3 separate regions of the Rattus norvegicus genome follow, and all the other regions are linked to region 3. A link is a contact called in public Hi-C data. All regions are on one chromosome and are shown on one strand. Each heading gives the region's core, a stretch centred on a gene start, on an enhancer-like site or on the middle of the called end of the contact. The rest is flanking DNA. Distances are from core to core; before and after follow the strand shown.

What was found. Hi-C and Micro-C count contacts between places; a contact is called where the count stands out from the background.
Region 1: a Hi-C map of Schwann cells shows a contact between it and region 3, with 2.7 times the contacts expected there. The contact joins the promoter of Vim here to the enhancer-like site in region 3. A contact is called at or near these places in 2 of 12 Hi-C or Micro-C datasets (Schwann cells and psoas muscle) and 1 of 1 datasets of contacts at active chromatin or transcription factors (oligodendrocytes).
Region 2: a contact with region 3 is called in a Hi-C map of Schwann cells, with 3 times the contacts expected there. The contact joins the promoter of Trdmt1 here to the enhancer-like site in region 3. A contact is called at or near these places in 4 of 12 Hi-C or Micro-C datasets (Schwann cells, hepatocytes, kidney and 1 more) and 1 of 1 datasets of contacts at active chromatin or transcription factors (oligodendrocytes).

What each region holds. Positions count from the first base shown.
Region 1 is chr17:81,575,886-81,580,092 of GRCr8, forward strand. Vim (vimentin) reads left to right here and starts at 1,376. Exons shown (of 9, transcript NM_031140.1): 1 at 1,376-2,018; 2 at 2,575-2,635. The coding sequence starts at 1,456.
Region 2 is chr17:81,552,261-81,556,817 of GRCr8, forward strand. It overlaps Trdmt1 (tRNA aspartic acid methyltransferase 1), which reads right to left and starts at 1,776. Exons shown (of 11, transcript NM_001031643.1): 1 at 1,679-1,776. The coding sequence starts at 1,742.
Region 3 is chr17:81,400,024-81,404,141 of GRCr8, forward strand. It overlaps Cubn (cubilin), which reads right to left. Exons shown (of 67, transcript NM_053332.4): 30 at 351-525. Among named protein-coding and RNA genes, the nearest start is that of Cubn, 100 kb to the right of the region's middle. Within about 2 kb of position 1,583, at least 55 of the 93 cell types and tissues checked have an H3K27ac peak or open chromatin away from gene starts, as enhancers often do. A contact at or near this core is called in Schwann cells, where this site is marked.

The sequences.
Region 1 (4,207 bases), core at 126-2,625, 180 kb after region 3:
GTTTCAAGTTAGATTTCATGACGTTTCTTTGTGGAAAACAGGATCTGTGACATTGTCCAGACGAGTCACTAGAATCTTTCCCCCTGCATCGCTGCTCTAAAATCTACACAAATCTGCTTCTTCGGTTTATCACTTGAGTTACATAACTACCTTTCATCCGAACTCATTCATCGAATTGGATATTTTAGCAACACCTAATGAATTCTTGTCCGGCTTGGGTTATCTTCTAATGAAGTCCACTTTTCAGAAAAGCCCGTGATCACTGAGCTTGCTTTTGAAATTACCAAAGTAGTTTCCTCTTTCACCCAGAACTTAGGGTGTGGTTTCATGCAGGAAGAAGAGACAAGAGGGAAGGGCGGCAGGGAGACTTAGCTAGAAAAGCCTTTCTGAGTGCTTTTGTGGTCTGGGAGGAATGGGATGTGTTTTGTGACTCCCCCGGGTCTGCATGAGTTTCTTCCTAAAGAGAACCCTCCACACTCCCACAATAATAACCAGAGCGGCCACGCTCAAAGTTGGTTTAAAACTTGGGACAGCGAGTTCAGCGCTCTTGGAGTCTGGAGTCAATCTCAACTAACGGTTTTCCTGAACCGCTAGCCGATCTCACCCTCAGGGATCCATGAGACACAGACACTGACTCAGCGACCCCACCCCTGTCCCCTGGGCTTTCCTCCAGAGGCAGTGGATCCTGATCCTCTGGAGTTGCACGGAGTCCGTTAGATCAGGGGGTACGACCACCCCAAACCTCTGTAAAGGATCCGAGCGAGCGCCCGGCCTTGAGCTAGATATCTTGGGCTGTGTGCTTCTCCACCCCCAATCTCAGGCCCTCTTTGTTTCTCTCTCCCCGCCTTCCGATCTGCAACACCGCTCTTGCAGGCTCTTCCCGCTCCCCGGCTCACAGATCTCCCCACCCACCCAGTCCCAGAAGACCGCAGCTTTGCGACCGCGCCCCTCCTACCGGCGCGCCTAGGCCCACGCCCCTTTGGCTCAGTGCCAGGGACCGATTTACACAACTTTCCGGAGCCCCCCTTCCCCCACGAATCCTCCCCGCGATCCCTTCTTTCTCAGCACCCAAGGGTGAGCAGAGAGTTGGGGTGATCATCCGGAAAACCCCTGAAAGTCCTAAGACTTCCAAGTAATAACAGGACTGTGCTCGATCCCCGAAAGCCCAGGAGGAAGGCTCGAGGGGAGCCCCCCCCCGCCCCACTCCTTCCTCACTTCTCTCCGGGTCCCCATTGGCTGGCTCATTCGGCGGCTAGGATGACAGTGGGAGGGGACCCTCTTTCCTAACAGTGTTATAAAAGCAGCGCCCTTGGCGGGGTCCAGTCCCTCTGCCACTCTTGCTCCTGGACCCCCCAGAGACCCCAGCGCTCCTACGGTTCACAGCCACTGCGCCCTCGCTCTCTTCTTGCAGATCTTGCAGCCGCAGCAAGCCAGGCCACCTCGTCCTTCGAAGCCATGTCCACCAGGTCCGTGTCCTCGTCCTCCTACCGCAGGATGTTCGGTGGCTCCGGCACATCGAGCCGGCCCAGCTCCAACCGGAGCTATGTGACCACATCCACCCGCACCTACAGCCTAGGCAGCGCGCTGCGCCCCAGCACTAGCCGCAGCCTCTATTCCTCGTCCCCGGGTGGCGCCTATGTGACCCGGTCCTCCGCCGTGCGCCTGCGGAGCAGCGTGCCCGGCGTGCGGCTGCTGCAGGACTCCGTGGACTTCTCGCTGGCCGACGCCATCAACACCGAGTTCAAGAACACCCGCACCAACGAGAAGGTGGAATTGCAGGAGCTGAATGACCGCTTCGCCAACTACATCGACAAGGTGCGCTTCCTCGAGCAGCAGAACAAAATCCTGCTGGCCGAGCTCGAGCAGCTTAAGGGCCAGGGCAAGTCGCGCCTGGGCGACCTCTACGAGGAGGAGATGAGGGAGTTGCGCCGGCAGGTGGATCAGCTCACCAATGACAAGGCCCGTGTGGAGGTGGAGAGGGACAACCTGGCCGAGGACATCATGCGGCTGCGAGAAAAGTAAGGCCTGACCCACGCGAGTGGTGGGGTGTGGGTGTGGGTGTGGGAGGGAGGGGAGTCCTGGGCCTGGCGCTGGGGCTGCCACGCCCTTAGGGATGTGGCTGGGGTGGCGGTTGTCTGGGGGATAGCAGAGGAAGCGGGCCCCACCCTGAACCTAAACTTTGCAGTGAACATTTCTCTCTTCTCCCCACTCAAGCACTTCAGTTGAACTTTTAGAAAGTTTGTTAGGTCCATCTGGTGAGCTTACAGTTACCAGACAGAACGAAAGAATGGGTGTGAAGGTTTCCAGACAAAGAGATGGCAAAGGCAACTGGGACGCTGGGACAGGGGACTGGCTGTGATTGTTGGGAAGGGCACTGATTGCCTTTTTCAGTGTGCCCCAGCTCCACCTAACACCTGCAGAGAGCTGCCAGCTCGACAAGTTGCCGTCACTGCTGTGGGTGGAGGTGTCTGTCACAGCAGCCCTGGCCTCAAAGCCAGCGTTAGTGGTTGGGTGTGGCCGCCCCGCCCCTGGCCGTTTCCCAGTTCCCCTTTGGTTAATGTGCTGCTGCTTCAGATTGCAGGAGGAGATGCTCCAGAGGGAGGAAGCCGAGAGCACCCTGCAGTCATTCAGACAGGTCTGTAGACTCCTTTTTCACATGCAGCCCGCAGCTCCACGGAGCCAACCGCACGCGCTTCTAAAAGTTACTTCGCCCACGTTTTAAAAGGTGCAGAACTTCACGTCTGCGTGTAAAGCCCCCTAGCGGCGGAAAGTGCACACATTGAAAAACTCCACTATTCCAGCCAATCCTTGGAACATGAAGGCTTTATTTTCTGCTTCCTTTCCAGATTTTTCTTACACCCCTCCCCCACACACACAATACACCGCAGAAACATTTTCTGCTTTCATTTTTGAAACATATTGACATTCTGATATCGAATGGCTACAATTTGACTACAATGCGGATTGTGAAAGTGAAGTTGGCTAACTTTCACAAGGTCATAAAAAAAGCACAGTGGCTTCCTCAAGCTGGAAATGTAGAATATTCTGGAGGATGAGAAAGTTTAACTGGAATTCAGCCAAGTTCCCTTTCTTCCTTCGAAGTTCGGTACTGTATTAGCCGAAGAGTCATTGCACAACTATTTTTGTAATCTAACCAGGGAGAAAAGAAGCCATCTGTTCCCGTGGCAGAAGGGTGTTAAAGGTTTCTATGGGCTTCACTATGGAATGTGGAGAGGGACGTTCTGGCAATTGCGCTGGCTCTGGACAGAAATAATAGGGGCCTTTGTGTTCCCAGAGCAGCTTTGCAACAGGCTACATTCTTATTGAATATGTAATGATGTAACCACAGTTCCAGTTGGACACAAGTATTTGCTAACATCCGTTATCTAGTGTCTGGACCAGGCTTGTGAGGTATGCAGTGTAGGAAGTTCTTAAAGCTAAAGTCGTCCCTCATTTTTGGAAAGGCCCCCTTTTATGGGGTTGTAGACTCTTTAGCGCCCTCCACAGACAGAATTAAACCCTAAACCGAAGAATGGAGTGTTATCGCAAGGGAGGATTTGTTTGTTTCTGTTCCAAAGTTAGGCACCCCAAAGCGGACGGATGGCCAGTACAGGCTTGTCGTTTGGAACACTTGTTAGGATCAACAGCATAACTCTCCAGATGAATGATCTAGGGGGACATTCTGAAGGTATTTGCATCCTTAATGGCAGTAGACGAATATGAGGATCTTTTTAGTCACTGGGCATTTATGCTTATCACCCAAGGAATGCTTTCTGCAAAGCATTGAATTAATGTGCACCATATCTTATGTGTGGACCAAATAACACTGTTTCATTTAAATGAAATGCACATTTCCTTAAACTTCTTCAAGGTTAGTCCAATATCATTTATATCTTTTTGAGGGCTTAGCCGGAGTCAGAAATGAATGTTACCACCATTTAAGTTCTTAGATTCTTTTTATTAAGTAGTATTTTCTTTGAGGCTGATAGAGTAACTCAACATTATAGCTATAAACGACACTGCAAACACAATTGCTTAGGAGAGAAGGGACCTACGTATCCCAACATTCCCTCGAAAGGAAACATCATTTCACAGTCAAGATTGCACATTCTGCCTTAAAATGGATCACTTTATAAATTCTGTAAAGAAGTCTAAGTAGAGTTTCATTACAAATGTTTTGACCCGTCATCCTCAAACAGGCAAAGTC
Region 2 (4,557 bases), core at 526-3,025, 150 kb after region 3:
CTAGGAAGCGCAAGGCCCTGGGTTCGGTCCCCAGCTCCGAAAAAAAGAACCAAAAAAAAAAAAAAAAGCTCAATAATTAAATATTAACTAATGGTTATTAGTTAATATGATTAAGACCTCTTTTATAAGCAATCCTCAAACCAAAGATACAGGGAGCTTTGGTAACAGGAAAAGTTATTTTGGATAACAGGGAAAGTATCTCTTAACAGGTCATACACTAACTAACATAAGATGGGTGAACAAGTCTTGTAGAAAAGTTTGGGTTTGCAATCTCTGAGAGGCAACAGCAGCAAAAGTAAAAGCTAGAACTAAGAAGGGACTTACAAGAGTGAAGGAATACAAAAATCCCACTGAGCTCCCACTGAGGCTAGACCAGAGGGCTCTGGGTAGACAGAAAACAGAACCCACAGTCCAGCCAAGACAGGGCTATAGACAGGTGATTCTAATGTTCACTGTAGGATGAATTAATCTAAAATTCATAAGCACATTTCAAGGAAAAAAAATCAAGATTTACACTTAAGGATTTTTTTGCAGCATACTGTGTTTGGGGTGGGGGTGGGGATTAGAAGAAATCTACAAGTTCAAAGAGTAAATAGTTGTTGTTCATGACTTCTAATAAAGCACTAAGTGGCTTTTAAAACCCTGTTAATTAAAAGGTTTCAAGTTATGGGGGGAAAGCTAAAATTATACAACCTTAGAAAGTTAATAGCGCAGATAGTACAAGCTTCCCTAATTTGCTTAATTTTAATATGATAAATTAATGTAAAGACCAGAAAAGTGGTAAAACATGAAATATTTCTAGCCTAGTATTGGATTAAAAGTCAATATTTGCTGAAAATAGATCCACCTAGCCTCTTGTTACTAAAAACAAAGCAAAGAAGTTTCCGTTTTGCATTCGTCTTAGTCTTAGCAACTTCAGAACAGACATGCTGTCAATGGAGTTCACTAAGTAAATATGAGTTATCACAAAAGTGGATAGATAGCAAAGAAATTAAGAAGCCTCAAAACCAAAGTGACAGCAAACTAATTTCTAAGTAGCTACAACGTGTCAGGCACATTGCTGTTTTTAATTCTCGAGAGGTCCCTTTCTGAAAGTTCTGCTTCACGTATTTAAAAACCAAATAAGAGAGTCAAAACTGTAAAGCCAGTCACACTGTATAGCAAAAATTGACTTCAGTTCTCTGGCATCCGCGTAGGCCTGCAGAAAGCATACTTATTTCCACAGACGTAACCCCTTTTGTTCCCCTTTCACCCTAATACTTGTAAATTCCTATCTTGAAATGTAGTTATCCTCCTGTTCCAACCCACCCCTGCCCACTTTCGTGACCTCTTCCAAGCTCAGTGACAGCCAACCTAGAATTTGGGTCTTAGCATTGGGCAAAGGGCTCGCCCCTTGCCTTAACTTTGAAGCAACTTGGGTTCATTTGGCTGCAGGGGCCCAAGAATGCCATCTCACAAACAGTACCCTGGGGCGCCGGCCTGTTTAGGCTACAAAGCTTGGGGCCAGAGTAGGGGAGTCACAGCCTGGAGGGGCGGACCCGGGAAGCGCACTAAGGTGGTTTCCAGGGCAACCGAGGTCGGCCGCAGCAGGTCCCGCCCCGCCGCTCCGCCCTCGGTGGCGCGAGAGCCGGAACTTGTGGGCCCAAGTGAATCTAAGAAAAGCTGTCTGTCCGCTCACCTCGCAGCGCGTGGTGCATGCCCCCAATGCCACTGTACAGCTCCAGGACACGCAGAGGTTCCATCCTCTCGCAACCGCGACCGCGGCCTGGAAACTAGGCCTACCGGTCCAACGCTTCTTTTACTCCCCCCACGTCCTCTCCGCTCCCTTCACTTCTGGTTCCGCAGCTTTTCAGTTCCCCGCAACTGGCTGCAGATTGAGAGCAGATTTGGAGCCTGGGAGCTAGCAGGGCGAGTGAGAGGCTCCCGCTTCCTGCCGCTCCTTAGCCTGATTTGTGCTTTTTCTTCCTTGTTTTGTGTTTTCTGCGGACTTGAGTGAGAAAGAGACCCCTCAGTAGAAAGCTGAAACTGCCATTGGCTTCGAAGTAAATTACTGATTAGAATAGTCTTAAAAACAAACAAACAAACAAAAAACCCCTCGGGCTCCTTTTGTTCTTTTCAAGTCTGACCTGATCGAGCATTTCTTTGAGGAATTTTAGGCACACATCTATATGCTCCCTGGTGTTCCTGTGCTAAGAGTATGAAGTTAAATCCTACCAGGCTCTTTCCTAAAGAAAGCTCCAGAATTACAAGTGCTTAAGGCCGAGCCTTATTGGCCCATTAATAATAAAGAGGATGTTTGCTATAAATGAAAATAGGATTTATCCTATTTACCCCAGCATACGCTGGTTTTTTTTTCTTTTGTTGAAAATAGATTTTCTTCATCACATAATGTATCCTGATTACAGCTCCTCCTCCTCTACTAAAGTACCCCTAGCTCTTCCCCACCCCCATCAAGATCCACCCCCTTTCTGTCTCTCATTAGAAAACAAATGAGCTTCTATGAGATAATAAAGTAAGATAAAACAAAAACTCACACATCAGTATTGAGCAAAGCAAACAGAAGGAAAAAAAGCACAAGAAAAGGCACAAGAAAGAGAAAAACTCATTTGCGCACTCATAAAACCACTAAATTGGAAACCATAATAGGACATGCAAAGAAAAAGTAGGGGAAAAGGGAGAAGAAAATATATAGATAAAATAAAACATAAGCTAAAAATTAAAGGAGGAGGGGCCCTGACACAACATTATATGGCAAAGACTCTCCAAAGATGCTACTGACTTCATTTTCTGTCGCCCACCTACTGTTGGGCATACAGCCTACTCTTAAGAGCGGTTTGTTTTCCCAGTGATGCTCCTTTGGAGGAAACTAAATTTTCATTCGCAGGAGGTGATCAATCGGGTATCAGTTCTGAGTTAGGGATAGGACGGGTGCCCATTTCTCCTTTCAGCTCTAGGGCCCCATCTGGTGCAGGCTGCGTCAATCTCTTTGAGTTCAATGTGTGCTGATCGTGTTGATTTAAAGGGCCTTGGTTGCTTGGTGTCCTCTGTCCCCCCTGGCTCTTACACTCGTCCCATCTCTTCTTCCACGGGGTTTCCTGAGCCCTTAGGGAGGGGATTGATGGAGACATCCCATTTACCACTGAGCATTCCAAGGCCTTGCACTCTCTACATGGTGTCTGGTTGTGGGTCTCTGCATTTGTTCTGCTCTGCTACAGTTGAAAGCTTCTCTGGTGAGAGCCGAGCAAGGCACTGATCTATGAGGATAGGGGAACGTCATTAGAAGTCATTTTGGCCAAAGGGAGCCCATGGAAACTCTCAAACAACAAAGCTGTTGCCGAAACTATAAGTTGTTCTCCACAAACTGACAGCAAGTCCCCATGGCTGAAGACAACATTTATACAACTCATGGAGCATGAAGAAGTCAAGTTGGTGCCTATGTAGAGCCTCCGCCTCAGCATGCTAACCTCTTTGATCTAGGAAGTAACTGCATCCTAGCTACCAAAGGAGAAACATAACCGCCAACCCAGCCGCAAACCCTTTGATATACACTGCTGTCCTGTCTGAAAGTTGTGTTAGTGCAATGGTGGCATAAACTCTGTGAAAATAGACAAACACTGTCTAATCAGACTTAAGACTCAACTTTTTAAATGGCCAATAAGCATTGTCCTTTATGTTTTCTGTACTTGTTAGTCATGTATTTTGATAGGAAAGGGTGTTACATGATAGAAGGGTAACTTGAAACTAGGATTTAGCCTTGACATTGACAGTAACTGGTTGTGTGACTTCGAGATAACCTGATTTCTTCATCATGAAGAGGGAGAGAGAAGAGATGGTTACTGAGTGCTTTGCAGTTCCAACAAATCATTGCTGAGTTAGTATTTGATAGAGTAGGCTCTGATTTTGCCCCATGTTCAAACTGGAATGTCTAGACAGAAAGCTTTTTAAATATCTTTAAAAAATAGAGTATTTAATCCACTCAGCTTATAGAAACTACATACACACATATAATTAATGAAAAGCTTTTCTAACACTGGTTATGTCATATTAGCATTATCAATAAATATCCACATGTAAAATGTATAACTATAAATAGGGAGCTACATAATCTCAGATATTTGTATATATATTCAACAATCAATATATTAAGTCAATCTAGAGTAGTGGTTCTCTACCTTTCTACCCCGACCATAAAATTATTTTGTTGCCACTTCATAACTGTGATTTTACTATTGTTATGAATTGTGATATAAATATCTGCTATACAACCCCCAAAGGAGCCTCTGGCCCATAAGTTGAGAATTGCTGATCTTGAATTTCTTCAGCTGTAAATTAAAGTAATTATGACCAAAGATCTTACTCTGTAGGGGAAGTCAATATATACACAAACGGCAGAGCTAATGAAGATAATAGCTTCTTGGGGAAGCGGGGGAGACCAGACCTCACACAGGCTAGTGACATTCTGATGACAATATCATTCAAGTGTCTCTTCTTCATTTTATTTTTCTCTCCTTCGTCTCTGATCTAAAACCTGCTTGGCATTCCCCATAAATCCCTCCT
Region 3 (4,118 bases), core at 333-2,832:
ATCGGTCAAAAACCAATTGGGGACAAGGACCTTCAGCGTCCGGACATGCAGATTCCCGATTGAATCAAATCATTAGTACAATCTCCAACAACTTACTGATGTCACCTGGAGAATAGGAACTAGTCATGTGTTCAGCTAACAAGTCTCTCGAACCACCTCGATTCTGCTCTTACATGAACCAGAAAACTGTCGTGATATTTAAAGAACACCATGTCTCAAAGCAATACTTGTTACTCGAGAAGTCAAAAAGTCATCAGGGGATCACTCTCATGTCTTCTTCCAATAATTTTGTAAACTTCACCTAGGCTTCTGCTCAAAGGCTTTTGGGTTGCCTCCGTAAGTTCACCTACCTCCAGGGACTGCTCGCCACGAGGCATTGAAACCTCTTCCATTTAAAGTGCTATCCGTCTTAAATCGGATTGCTAGTTCATTGCCAGTGCTGGAGACCTGCATGGGGTTCGCTGACGGTGATTGGGAACACAGTTGGGCTATTCTTGGAGAGTTAAAATCAAGACCTGCATAGATCTAACAAGGATACAAAAAAAAAAAAAAAAGACATTAGTCGAAAGATACATCTAGGCATATCAGCCCTGTTTTGAGTTCTTTTCCCAACTAGTTCTTAGAATCTATTATGATTACTGATGGTACTCAGTCTTCCTTGGTAGGATGAACTATAAACCTGAACTGAATAGTTATAGGCACTCCCATTGCCTTAGAACACACACTTTCAATCACTTACAAAATACCTATGTGCTTCATCAGACGGAAAACACCCAGATTGCTCTAGAACGTTCCCTATCTTTTGCTTTCTTCTTTTTCATTGGTCTGGGGATTCTTGCTTTCTCTGGAGAGACATTGCATATAATACAGTATAAAGATTGATTTTCTAAATCTTGGAAGTCTCAGGTGAGAGCTGGCTTTGCTATTGAATGTTGAGTTCACTGAAGGCTGTAGATTCTCCAGTTACACTTTTAGGAAATCTCATCTATCCTGAAAATTGGATATTTTACAAGATGTAAAAGTCAAGCATAGCAGGTTTGTTTCTTCAGAGGAAGTCAAAATACAGCCTGCAAAAGTGTATTCTGGGCATCTCGGGAGTAGCATGCATTCTCCAATGTCAGCACTGAAGAGTATGGCCAGGATCTCCTAGCTCCCATGTGGAAACTCACAGGTGTCTCCAAATTTGCCCAAGTGTATGACTGACTGGGATCCCTCAACTCGATGGTACATTCTAGAGAAAAAGGTTTTCCTTTCCTCAGCACTATTCCCGCAGAACTCACACGCTGGACACTTTTCTTACGTGTGCCTGGAAGTAGGGGTGAAGGGAGGATAAAGCTTAAAGAAAAAACACTGACACCTCTACTCCCATCTCCAAGGTCTCATCAGAGTTGCTTTGTAGAAGACAGACCACTTTGGATGACAGTTTTCATGTACGTTTGTGTCTGAGGCCTTCGCAGCACCCAGGGCCAAAGCCAGGCAGGAAGGCAGCTCAACAGGGCAGCAACCCTTCACTGCTCAATGGGCCTCTTTCCTCCTGCTCCACCCGAATTCCCTCCCTTCCTTACTCACTCTCAAGCCCTCAGCTGACTGACGGGGAAACTCACTGGAGAGTTCCCTGGGGGAGACAGTGAGAACAAGAACCCTCCTATGGAGGAGGAGTGCATGGCTTAAATCTATAATGATTTCTTTGTCTGTTTAATCCACCCTCCCTTCCCCCCAGCAAAGCAGGAATTAAAGTAAGAAGAAACTGCTCTTTCCCAGAGGGCTGAGCGCAAGGCCAGTAATTGCAAAGGATTGAAGCCAGCAAATGCTCTGGGCTTATTATTTTCATTAGGAGGAGTTGATGTTTACTGTTTGTGAGGCCCCAAAAGGGCCATAAAAACAGGGCTTCAGGAAGGGCCTCCTTTGGCCCATTCTACATATACACATGTGAATGGAAGCTCCTCTTATCAAGAGCCCCTTCCCCATGTCTGTCTTTCCTTCCTGTCCAGGTTTCAGTCTCTAGCACTTGCAGCCAGCAGCCTGTGCTCCTAATCAGGGGGGTGCTGGCTGCCACCAGCCCATATTTCCAGAAAACACAGAGCTGGCCCTAGGCGCTGACAAAGAAACCTAGAAGTCGGCAAAATAATCTTTGTTTTTCCTCGTTCATCTATCCCCTTGAGATCGTAAAATAATGGCTGAGTTGGCTAGGCCTAGAAGCCCGCAAAAGAATAAACACCGCCACTTCTGACATTCTTTGCTTCCCCTGGTGCCGGACTGAACTCACAAATGACCACTGCTGAGAGGCCCTGGCTGTGCTAACTGCCCACACCAAGCAATTGTCTTGTTTTATTGTGCCAGGGAGGAGATTTCCTCCCCTGGGTGCTGATCCAGGCTCTGCACAGAACTCTCTTGGAGACTGAAAACAAAAGCAGCTTGGGAACATAGGGCAGCAGAGACACCAGGGGGACCGAAGTTCGGTGGGGACTGTTCAGTCCCCAGTGTTCCATAACCGAAGCAACAGAATGTCGATGTTTTTTTCGGTGTTCATAAATAAAACGGTCAGTTAGCACATGGTCACAAGTGGGGAAGGACGGAAAGAATTTCAGGGTGTGATTCATTCCACTCCAGCGTGTGACTAAACCCTGTGGGGAGGAAGAAATGGTGTGCAAATCAGAAATTAAAGTGTGTTTTTAGCCAATGCCCAGGATAGAGAGTATTTCAAAGCCTGCAGTGTTAATCTGTTCTGAACAATGCTTTCTGCTCTGTTAGCTCCATTTATTTGGAAGATCAAGTCAGCATTCCAGGGTCGTGAGTAGCTGTATGACAGTTGCTTTGTGTGACCGGCTGCTTTCTGGACAGTGACTCCAGGGGAAGAAATGGGTCCTGGTAAGACTTAGTGGACCCCAAAATATCCAATGTCTAGAGATGGAAAGTTTTATTTGGCTTTGCTTAGCAGGATTAAAAAAGGGGGGTGGGGCGCGGCGATATGTGCAAGTTGAGAAAGTTAACTTTGTTTCTGGATCATACACCCATCTGGGTAGCAGACTTGGAAACTGACTGTCAATATATTGTGAGACTAAGGAAAGAAATAAAACAGCAAAAAATCAAATCAAAACAAAACAACACCAATGTCCTCATGCCCATTTTAACATTAACTCACTACAGAACGTTCCGTCCAAGCTGAGCACTGGCAGGGATATGAAAAAGATTTCTGAATGAAAGGCCAAGGAGTTACTCTTCACAGCCTTAGGGGTCTTGACATATTCCTTAAAACTCTGTCCTTAAGAGAACTTAGGAGCCCACAGAACTAGCACCTTGTCCAAATCAATGTAAACTCAAGCGGGCTGCCACCTCTTCTCACAGACATCTTTGGGCTGGCACAGAACCATCTACCCCTGACAGTTGCTGCCTGGAGTCTCTGCTGCCCTATGCTCCCAAGGCTGCGTATACAGAATAGCCTGTCTCTGCCTTTTCATGTAATGGGTGTGACAAGGCCCAAAGCACAATGGCTCCACTTATGCCTTGCCAAGCGGGCACCAATCACATGTACTTGGAGTATGAAAATGAAGCGCTTGGACCTGGAACAGGGTGTGTTCCTAGCAGAGAATCGGAGGCCAGCCTTCTGTAAGTGTCACAGGTTTTATGCAACCAACTAGTGTCCTTGCTGGTAGAAGAAAAATTTCAGCCTCCCATGGGTTAGTGTTGGTGGTCTTTCTTCAAACTCTGAGGGTGACTTTTGGGAGGTACTTGTTCTGTCTTAAACACCACTCCTCCTATAAGATGTAAGCATCACATAGTGGCGGGACCGCTGCTGAAAGGGCAGTGGATTTGACTCGAGACCTCCAGATTCGGCCCTGACTCCTTTCCTCTCACCACTGACTCCTTGCAGAGGGAACTGGGGTGCTGAATGTAATTCCTAGTGACTGTACCCACCGTCAGGGGGACAGCCCGAGAACCTGCTTCTTCATACCACATGATTTGTAAGGGTTAAAGTTTTCTGTAAAGTACTCTCTACTCTCTTTGACCCTCTCTCATTTTATCCGGGCAGAGCAATGAGAGGCAACTGGGTTCATTCCATAGGCCTTCCGTTTATGGAGGAGAGTGCTTGCCCGAGAAGACTCTATGGAGAGTAGCAT